Regions from separate parts of the Oryctolagus cuniculus genome. Here region 2 is linked to region 1. A link is a contact called in public Micro-C data. All regions are on one chromosome and are shown on one strand. Each heading gives the region's core, a stretch centred on a gene start, on an enhancer-like site or on the middle of the called end of the contact. The rest is flanking DNA. Distances are from core to core; before and after follow the strand shown. Region 1 overlaps OTULIN (OTU deubiquitinase with linear linkage specificity). Region 2 has its middle 130 kb from the start of ANKH.

Region 1 (5,469 bases), core at 922-3,421:
GGGTTTTAATTGATTGCAGCAACTGTGAGCCCACCTGAAATTTTAGTGAAGCCCTGGTGCAGTTTAAAAGGAAAATTTTAAGAATCAGGCTGTGGCTGCCCACCTTTAGCTGGGCTGGTCAGCAGTACCCAGGAGCAGATGAGCATGTGCGTGATATTTTTGGGGGCAGTTGAAGGCACTGGGGTATTTGCCTAGAATAGAGAGACTTTGAGGGAAGTTGTTGCCTACTCAGCTAGTTAGAGGTCTGTTTGTGCACAAGGGATCACCTAACTCCAAAGGGCAAAACCAGGAGTCTCAGGTGGAGGTCTGTGATGTCCCGCAGGTATCTAGTTTATAAAAGCAGTATAAAATCAGCATCTATATAAACTGTCAACACAGTATTTGGGAATGAAATTTTCTTCTAAGTAAAGATATATATAATCTCAGGTGGAGTTTTCAGTATTAACATATTTCTTTGATATAGAGGCAAAAGAAATTGCTAGACTAGGTTGTTTTTCCTTTGTAAATGACATTAGAAATAAATAATATTTCAGAATTGTTACTTAGTTGGCAAATGCATGCCCGTGGATGGACACTGCTAGAAAAACTAACAATGATGGCACTGACAACCATAGCCTAGTTTATAGATGGTGACATAAATCCTCTTTAAGAATTTTAGGCTGTTTTGTTTTTGAGCCCTTAACTTTATGGGGCTAATTAGATTTCTGGACTTAATTAACACTGAATTTGACTTTTTCTTTACAAGAAACTGGTGCAAATAGTGCCTTAGAGAGTTAAGCATATAAAATACACCCTAAAGAAAGTAAAGCTCTGCATCCCTGTGTGATCACATCATTTGCCACATTAAAAATAGGTCAGGAACACAGTAGGCTGTGTTTGGTCTCTGAACAGTATTAGAAAGTGTTGCATGTGTGAGTGAGGGGCCTTTAAGGTGGTTTTCCTGACCTAATTTGAGGGATGTGAAAATAGTATTTAAATTCTCAAGTGTCTTTCTAATTTCTTCCTTTTTCTAAGTATATCAGCCGTCATGCTTTGCTCTGAGGAGCACAGAGTAGTTAGTTGGTCAAAGCGCTATGTATCTTCTGTTATTGAATGCCAGGAGGCCTGTGTCAAGGGGGAAAAACACTGTTCAGCCTGCGAGTTTAGTATTTACCTTTCCTATATACTGTGGGTCTGCTTCATACCAGCTGAAGAGATAACTTCTCATCCCAGAAGCCTTGTCCTTGTTTTGATGTCCCAGGCCCCAGCAATTTACCATAGTGTGAACATTTGATTGACACAGTCTGTTATGTTATTTGGCTTCCATGTCTTGACAGGTGACAGACTGACCATCCACTTTGTAGTTGAGGAGCCAGTAGAGGACGGAAAGAGTCTACAAACTTAGTCTGATTATACTTAAGCAGACTGCCTTTTTAAAAAAAAAAATTATTTTATTTTATTTTAAAGAGCTAGAAAGGGAAGGGGAGAGGGACTGAGGGGAAGGGAAAGGGGGGAGATTTTCCATTTGTTGGTTCACTCCCCAAATGACCACAACAGCCAGGACTGGTCAAAGCCAAAGCCAGGAGCCAGGAACTCCACCCTGGTCTCCCACATGGTTGGCAGGATCCCAGGTACTTGGATCAGCTTCCATTGCCTTCCCAGGTGCATTAGCAGGAAGCTGGATCAGAAGAGTAACTGGGACTCAACCTGGCACTCCAGTATGGAATGCAGGCATGGTAAATGGCAGCTACACCCACTGTACCACAACTCCATCACTTAACCAGACTGCTTTTTAACTTCCTTCCAGTTGTCCCTCAGAGTCTCTGTGGTAGCCTTTCCATTTCTCTCTTACTCAGAACCCTCCTCCGGCAATTATCTTGGAAAGTCGCCTCTGATAAGGGGTTCCTCCAGTGAGCAAGTGTGCAGTGCAAGAAGTTAGGGCTGGAACTTCTAGTTGAACCTGCTTCCATCTGCAGATGGAGAGTTGCTCTGTGGCATTTTGCCATCTTCTCTTTCTCCTAGAACATCATCTGGTTTGAGGATACTGAAGGGAAGCAGGAGGGCTAGACTGAGCAGCCTTCTCCTTAACCTAGGCTCCGTGGAAGAGACCCTGGACTTCCTGCCTGCTGGCTCAGCTTCTCTGGCCTTGCCCTGTTCTCTGCCTGTGAGTTGAGCTTTGTCTTTACTGTGGCTTCTGGCAGTCCAGCTGTCCCCTCGTCTTCTGTCATCCTGCTTGGGTTTCCTGTTTGTTGTTCCTGTTTCTGTACAGACTCTAGTTTCTGTGTTTGACTGTAGTTGGGTCATTTGACTCCAAACGCAACCTTTAGAAATGGCTTGGTGTGGCTATTTTCCTACTTCATTTTTTTTAGCTGTATTGAGGCAGAAAGAACTGACAGAGTCCTTCTACCCTTTGGTTTACTCCCCAGATACCCACGTGGCTAGGGTTGGGCTGGGCTGGGCTGGGCTGAACCTAGGAGCCAGGAACTCAATCCAGGTCTCCCATATGGATGGCAGGAACCCAACTTTGTGAGCCCTCACTGTTGCCTCCAGGATCTACATTAGCAGATTAGAGTGGAGCCTGAAATTGAAATCAGGTATTCCAGAGTGACATACGGACATCTTAATGGTGAGGCTAAGTGCCCACCCCAGCAGTACTCCAGTGCCTAAGAGGGGGTCTTTTGAAACAGAGGTCCATTGGTTTCTAAGTTTGCCAAACTTTGGGGTATCTCTGAATGTTTAGGACCTCTGACAGCGTGTGCTAGCATAAGAGGTGCTCTATCAAACTCTTTTTTTTATGAGTTGGGCATGACACATTTTTGTTGTTTTCTCAGTAGTGATGTCAGCTATTACAGGCAGTTGCTAGAGAAACAGTGTTTTTTAGTTCAGTCATGAAGGAAATGACACCTAATACTTACTGTATTAAATATTTCTAATCATTATTTCTTTCATAAATCTCCCTTTTTCTAACAGAAGTCCAATCTCTGTACTTAGTAGAAAAGAATGACTATATGTATGCATTTTATGTTATGCTTTGAAAGCATATAAAATAATGTTCATTTTGGGGGGAATAATTCTAACTTCACTATTTTCTACACTTGGTCTTAGCCAAAAGGCCGAGAAGTGATTCTAACTTCACTATTTTATAATAGTTCTTCTTATGCCTCATGTTTAGGAATTTCTCCCAGATTTCCTCATCTGCTGGAAGTATGCAGCCTCGAACTGGATAATTACTCTTGCAACAGTGTGACCCATATATGAACAGGACTAGGAAACTGACTTGTATTCTGTTTTCCTCTGTAGTCAGACCTTCGGGAGGCATCAAATAGTTCAGCTGAGGACTGTACTTGTGTTTTAGATGCTGTACAGTGCTACTTGACACTCGGCCTGTCTTCTGTTCCTCCTCCCCAAGCCCACTTCTGCATAACCAGTGTTTTTTGTTCCATTGTGGTTTTGTGCCCAGTTGTAATTCCAACTGGTTGCCACCCGGGGGCATGTTAGGTTCTGGTGATCAGTCTGAGAGACTGCAGTAAGAGTTTGACAGCAGAGCTGCCTGTGAGTTGAGCTGCTGCAGCTGCTCCGTGGAAGGTCATTTGTTGTAACCAGACGAGGCTCGGCCTCCCTCTTACTGATGTAGGTTGCCGCCTCTGTAGTAACAGGGAAGCATAATTTACATTCCTACTTTGGCTCTGTTTTTCTAGATATGAAACCACCTACATGTCATGTGATTGCTATAGATTGTGGAGGTGCAACCAGAATTACCATTGTGAAAGGGTCTTTTGAGCCTTAGCTTCCATACGGCTTCATCAGAAACTGTATTTATAACTGTTAGATTGCAGTTCCTCGTAGACTGTTGCAGAACTTAATTATTCTTTAATGACCCTTTGACTTGGAGGTGAATTTCATTTCTTAATTTTATAGTGGTGAAGTGACATGCCTATACCCAGCCTAATTACATGATTTTTCTCTGGACACACCCTGGACTGTTGGGAGAGTCTAATTTCCCATGCTGCCATTCATCAACTGTGTCTCAGCTTGCCTTTCAAACTCCAGATAATACTGATAACTAGAGGGACTCAAAATAACCAATCTTCCAGGGGTGTGGGGAAGGAAAGAAGCAACGTAGTAGTTCAGCTATCACTTCTTTTACGGGAGAAGTCGTTATAGCTTCCTTAGTTCTGTAGCTTATTCTCAGCTGCATTACAAAAATTTACTGTGTTTATTAGGCAACTAAACTGAATATAATATTTGAATACCAAACATTAGAGTATATGTTAATATTATTTGACAAAAAGATTATTTTCTACCTCTTTTTGGTAGACTGATGTTTTAACCTCACTTAGGATTGTCTTCCATGCCCAGAAGTGCACCAGGGAGGGGTTAGGAGGTGGCCAGTGAGCCCAGTAGCCTGCAGGTGGTTTGTGAGAAGTTGCAGTAGGTCCCCTGCCTTATCCTATTAAAGCTGTGTAGGACATCCTTGGCTGTGATTAGCTGTGGTTGGTGTTCTGTGGGATAGACTATGCTATTGTATTTAAACCAAAGGCCCTGTTTCACTCCAGCATCCCTCTGCAGAGTAGTGCCTTGTGGATCTAGGTTGATAGATTTAGATCCTCCACCCTAAACCCATATGCCCGATCTGCAGGGATTAATTCTAGGAATGGAATTAGGCTTTATCTGCTTCATGGTTTTTTACAGCTTGGATTGTGTGATGGATTTCTTAAAATGTTAACGGCTCTTTATCTGTGTTTTGATATTCTAGTTACCAGAAAAACTTATAAACAGATACAACTGGATCAAACAATGGAAACTTGGACTGAAATTTGATGGGAAGAGTGAAGACCTGGTTGACAGAATCAAGGAGTCTCTTACTCTACTGAGGAAGAAGGTGTGGAACATGGGGCTCCCTGTCTCTGAGCAGTGTGACGCTCTTGCCCCTGAAGGCCTTAGCATGCTGGTTCTGTCTTGACTCAGTACATTGTCAAATGCTCGTGGCTCATTTTTAGGCTTCATAATTTTAAGTGAACACAAACTATTCCAATGAGATCTTTGGTGAAATGGAGAAATCAGCATTATATATTGTTGGAGGAGATGCCATGAAATAATATATTGGCTAATGAAATGTTTAGTTTTCTTAAGTGTAGTTTTGTTCTAAGTCATAATTATAAGTTTCAGGGATAACATTTAGTCCATTTTTTAGAATTTACTTTTCTTTATTTTCATTTTATTTTAAAGGTAGAGAGAGAGACAGAGATCTTACATCTGCTGGTTTATGCCTCAAATGCGTACAGTAGCCAGGGTTGAGTCAGGCTGAAGCCACAAGCTCAGAACTCCATCTGGGTCTCCCTTGTGGATAGCAGGGACCCACGGTAATTCAGCCATCACCTGCTGGTCCCAGGGTGCACAATAGCAGAAAGCTGGATCAGAAGTATAGTAGCCAAGAATCAAACCGGGTACTCTGATATGGAATATGGGTATCCTAAGCAGTGCCTTAAT
Region 2 (5,469 bases), core at 793-3,292, 310 kb after region 1:
TCCAGCCTGCTTGCACATTTTTTATTGTCTCATTTTGTGAGAAGCATTGTGCGTGGGTCGTAATCTATTAGCACCATCTAGTGGCAGTGGGCAAAGTCATCTCCCTTCACTGCCCCCCACCCCACCTCTGTCCAACAAATTGCAGCCAAAGCATAGCTGATTCTACTCCATTTATAGTCTTCCATCTAGCTTTGCTGGCACTTTTCACTCTGAAAATTAAAGGCATTGCACAAAGGGGTAACAACATAGGGGAGATGTGCACAAACCAGTTGTAATGAGAACACTGCTTATACTAATAATCACTGATGTTTATTGAGCTCTAAGTAAAGCATGAAAGACTAGGTACTAAATGCATGTCATATTTTATTCCAGCTTCATGAGGCTCTGCCAGGTAGATATTATTCTTATTATCCCTATTTTACAGGTAAGGAAGCTGAGGCTGTGTCCCTGGGGCAACTAGAGTCCTCACAGAACCTCAGTGTGTTCTAGAAAATGGAGACAATAATACCTTAGCCATTGAAGAGGATGAGTTAGTGGTATTCGTAGAGATATATGTGTGCATAGTGTTTGCATTATGGGGTCATTGAGGGGCCATTGTAAGATTTCTATCTTACTTTTCTTTTTTGAATTTGTATATTTATATTTTAATTTGCTTGAATGCCAAAATCATACAGTGACTGGAGTCCTTCACTACTCTCTCAGGGCCTCAAAACCCTTTGTGACTGAAAAAAAATGGTACAAGAAAGATTTGTTTCAGGGTTCAGTAGTGAATCTACGTCCTTATATTGTAATACCTGGGTTCTGCATCCGTCTCTGGCTCCCTATCCCAGCTGCCTGCCAGTGTAGACATTGGAAGGAAGTGGTTGGTCCTCTGATACCCACGTGGGGAGACCTGATGAGTTCCTGGCTTGTGCTTCAGCCCGTCCCATTGACCAGTGCAGGCATTTTGGGAGTGAATCAGCAGATGGAAGTGCTCTCTCAAATAATAATAATAATAATAATAATAATGGTAATAGACTAATACAACTGCATGAAAACATTCTAATTAGATCAATACAACCTTCGAAAGCAGATATAGGCTTAATTTATGCTCACCATATGATATTTTGAGGAATAACATAGATATATGCTCAGAAGGATTAAAAAAAGCCATGCTTTTCATGTACAATGAACTATTTATGTACTAACTAACCAAAGCACAATGACAGGAGAATCATGAAGTCCATTTCAATAGTGTGTATTTTCTCTCCTGCATTCCTTTCTAGAGATTCGTTGTATGGTGTTATGAATATGGAAAATTATGTTCTCAAAGGGAAATGTAAGAAGTAGAACAGCTAATAAATAGATGTCAGGACCAGCATCACCAATAGCTCGTGCATCTGACCCTTCCTATAACCTTAGATGATTCACTTTATGGTAGTGTCTCAGCTTCTCCATCTTTAAAAAAGTTATAAAATTTGCCTCTAATTAAAGTCTTGATTTTTTTCCTTAAAGCACTAGAGAAGTTGAGTCCAGTGGAAAAACTGAAAGACTTGAGGGTATGACTTAGCCTGTGCTAGGGATTTTATAGGCAGTTCATCAAGGATTTTTTTTCCAAGGGATTTGCACAATACGCAAAATGTATTTTAAGCAGACCGCCTAGGACTGGAGGCTGAGCACAATAACCTGTCCCCAAAGCAATTATCACATCAGGACACACCCGCTGGGATTCAATGCGCCTATTTAAAGTCTGTCCAAACACCACAGCCCACGTCCATAATGGCTTTGGCAGAGGGTAGAAACAAGCCTCTGCCGAGAACCTTATTTAACTGAGCAGGAAATGGATGTTTTCTGAACCGAAGTTTGGAAGTCAAGAAATACCTATTTTGTGAACAAGATTTATGGTTTCATTTCTTTGAGAAGAAACAGTGAATGGCAAATGAACACAAATTAATTCCATGCCGACATCGCAGCTCTGGAGCCTGTTTTCCAGTGGGGTTGAGGCTGTCTGTGGAGCCGGTGGGCTTGTGGGGTGATCTGGATGAACCTCGGGGACTTTCCTCAGCATGTTGAATTATTTTCTCCTCTCTGCATCTCTGCGATTTCCGGAATATGATTCAGCTGAGGCTTTGTCGTCCCCAGGAAGTCTTTACTGATTCCTCCTGCCCCTCCCACTGCATTACAAGTTCCTTTTTTGCACTGTGTACTTTTCACGGGTTTCCATATTGGTTTGGAATAATCCTCTTTTCCAGTGGGCTGTGAGTTACGGATGATTGTGGACACTGCTTCATTCTTTGTTTCTGCCATCTGTAGCACAGTGTTGTTCACCAAATGATGGCTGTATAGATGGATAAAGGGAGGGAGTGCTGCCATTACCATTCGAGGCTTGGTACAGTGTAGGTGGTGACACTTGGAATCCAAACAAACAGCACCAGTCAAAGGCCACTCTTGTTGATGCATGACTAACTCGTCCCACTCTTGCGTCACTCAAAGACTGAGCGTTGAGCAGTTCAGGAAGCTCTGTGGTTCCAGGCAGTCCGTGTATTTTGGCCCTCCTGGATTCTTGCAGTTGCCCTCTGCAGTGATGTGGGTAGGCAGGGAGGAGGGATGGCGAGAAGCCCAAAGTAATTTCTCAACAATAAAAGCCTGTCTTCTCGAAGGGCTTCTTGTTCCTTAGCTTTAAAAGAAAATACTACCTTAACACATCATTCCTTAAATCACCTTTTTAAGAGGCAAGAATCATGGGAAACCACTTAACAAAGGTAGTCAAGAGTTACTCTGGTTCGATGTAATTTAGGGGAAAAGCTATCTTGGCTCCGGGCCGAGCTGTTGGTTTTCTCTGCACGTCTCAGAGTTGGGGGTACTGTGCAGGCAAACCAGGCGCATCAGCAGGCGGGTCAGGGGGACGGCAGAGCAGGGTGCCTGGCGTCAGCATCAAAGACAGTTTGACCAGAGGCCGAGGAAAGAAGCAGAAGCCTGCAAAGTTATGAGCTGGGCTTGAGAAAGGAGATGGAAATTAAGATTTAAAAAGCAACAAAGATGACATGGTTTCCTAACTGTGATATATATAAATGTGTGTGTGTGTGTGTGTGTGTGTGTGTGTGTATTCTCCAGGGAAGCTCCAATTGGTTCAAAAGTATGCCTCATTTACATTATAATGATGCATTTAGATTATTCCAGTATTTGGAATATTAAGATACTTTTGTGAGAGAATGCCTTTAATTAAAATTATTGCCCACCCCCCTCCCCAATTTTTATAATTGTCCCCTCTGCACAAAGGGACAGACCCCTTGAGATGGGCTCAGCTTTGTGGCAGTTGAATGCCCATGGCCTCAGACCCAAGGCCCACCGGCCTCTGTGACTCCCTGCCCCTGGTGTTTACTTCCGTATACTCCATGACCTTTGCCAAGGGACTAACAGAGACCAAATAGTAACATAACGGCAAACTCCTTATTCATAAGAAAGGCATTTCTTTGAGTGGAAACAGACTTTTCAAAAGCATCCTTTGCCATATTTTCATTGCAACAATAAAGAATAAGTAAATAATTTCTGAGTTGATGCTATAGCTTCCTTTTTAGAAGTGTTGCTTTTAGTTTGTTCTTCCCACCAATCTGCCACTGAAGAGAAGTACAAAATAGTCCTGGAAGCAGCATGGTTTTTTGCACCTGCTAGATGAACCATATCTGACTATGAGATTTCCTTATAGAAGCACTGTAAGGACAACAGTAGTATAATAAAATCGTGGATGCACAGAGCTATTTCCTGACACCTACTCCTTCTCAGGCACCACCCTAAATACATTTGGTTTAACCTGAGAGGTTTTGCTCATCTGAATGTTTACCAGTGTCTGGATGTGGAGACAGATCCAGAGAGGGCAAGAGATTCTCCCCAGGAATCCTGCTTTGTGGGCAGTGAGGTTTTGATGGGGGTCAGACAGCCAGCTGAGCTGGGGTTCTTACCCACTTGAATATGATCTCATACATGAAGCCTGCATGTGTCCCAAATCATGTCTGTGTTTTTACTCTAACTTAGGAAAACTCAAATGGAACATAAGAAACATACATGAGAGCAGCATTAATTTACTAAGTGGTACTGTAGCTTGAATACAATAAGAATACAGTAAGGGGCTGGTGCTGTAGTGTAGTAGGTTAATCACCTGCCTTCAGTACTGGCATCCCATGTGGGTGCCAGTTTGAGTCCCAACTGCTCCGCTTTTGATCCAGCTCCCTGTCAATGGCCTGGGAAAGCAGTAGAGGATGGCCCAAGTGCTAGGACCCCTGTACCCACGTGGGAGACCTGGGTGAGGCTTCTGGCTCCTGGCTTTGGATCACCTCAGTTCTGGCTGTTGTGGCCATTTGGGGAGTGAACCAATGGATGGAAGACTCTCCCTCTCTCTCACGTAAAAAGTAAATCTTAAAAAATACAGTAATCCACATTGTATCTTATATATAATAATATAGTAAGCATGCTGTATCTTATAATAATGACAATAATACAGTAGACCAGGCTTATCTTATATAATAATAATAATAATGATAATATAATTAATCCATTATCCTATATATAATAATCTTATATAATAATAATACAATAAGCCTTACCCTATATATAATACAGTAAGCTATGCTGTATCTTTTTTTTTCAAGGGAAAGGGTTTATTGGGGAACAATCTACAGACTGGAGTGAAGGGGCGGCGAAGGAAAAAGGGAGGGAGACTGTAAGAGAGAGAGACAGAGAGGAGAGTAGCTAGCAAGGAGAGAAGATAGAGCAGAGAAGAGGAGAGAGGAGAGCAGAGCCAAGAGACCAGAGGAGGAGGCTAGAGAGAGGAACCAAGAGAGAGCAGGAGAGAAGGGGCAAGAGAGAAGAGCCAAGAGCCAAGAGACCAGAGGGGGAGGCTGGAGAGAGGAACCGAGAGAGAGCAGGAGAGAAGGACCGAGAGCGCTATGTTGTATCTTAAATGTAATAATATATTAAGCCACATTGCATCTTAAATATAATAGAGGCCATGCTATATCTTAAATATAATAATAATAATAATATAGTAAGCAACACTGTATCTTATACATAATCATAATAATATGGTAAGCCATACTGTACTTTAGCTTTATTAATACAATAAACCAAACTGTAGTTTATTTATAATGATATTAAGAGAGTAAGCCACACTGTATCTTACATATTATAATAGTATGGTAAGTACATTATATCTTATCTATAATAAATATATAGTAAGGACACTGGATTTATATAATAATAATATAGTAATTACATTGTATCTTATATATAATATATAGTAAGCCATACTATATCATATATAATTATACAGCAAGCACATTGTATCTAACATATAATACATATATAATAAGCCAACTATATTTTATATGTAATAAATATATAGCAAACCATACTCTATCTTATATATAATAACTATATAGCAAGTCACACTCTATCTTATATATGATATTGTAGCAAGCACATTGTACTTTTCAT

Evidence for each region. A called contact is a pair of places that touch in the nucleus more often than the background predicts.
Region 2: a contact with region 1 is called in a Micro-C map of ear pinna, with 9 times the contacts expected there. The contact joins two enhancer-like sites. A contact is called at or near these places in 2 of 6 Hi-C or Micro-C datasets (ear pinna and an unstated tissue).

Annotation. Positions count from the first base shown.
Region 1 is chr14:43,787,355-43,792,823 of mOryCun1.1, forward strand. OTULIN (OTU deubiquitinase with linear linkage specificity) reads left to right here. Exons shown (of 6, transcript XM_051853561.2): 4 at 4,736-4,861. Among named protein-coding and RNA genes, the nearest start is that of OTULIN, 23 kb to the left of the region's middle. Within about 2 kb of position 2,172, at least 1 of the 8 cell types and tissues checked has an H3K27ac peak or open chromatin away from gene starts, as enhancers often do. A contact at or near this core is called in ear pinna, where this site is marked.
Region 2 is chr14:44,100,514-44,105,982 of mOryCun1.1, forward strand. No RefSeq gene overlaps it. Among named protein-coding and RNA genes, the nearest start is that of ANKH, 130 kb to the left of the region's middle. Within about 2 kb of position 2,043, at least 1 of the 8 cell types and tissues checked has an H3K27ac peak or open chromatin away from gene starts, as enhancers often do. A contact at or near this core is called in ear pinna, where this site is marked.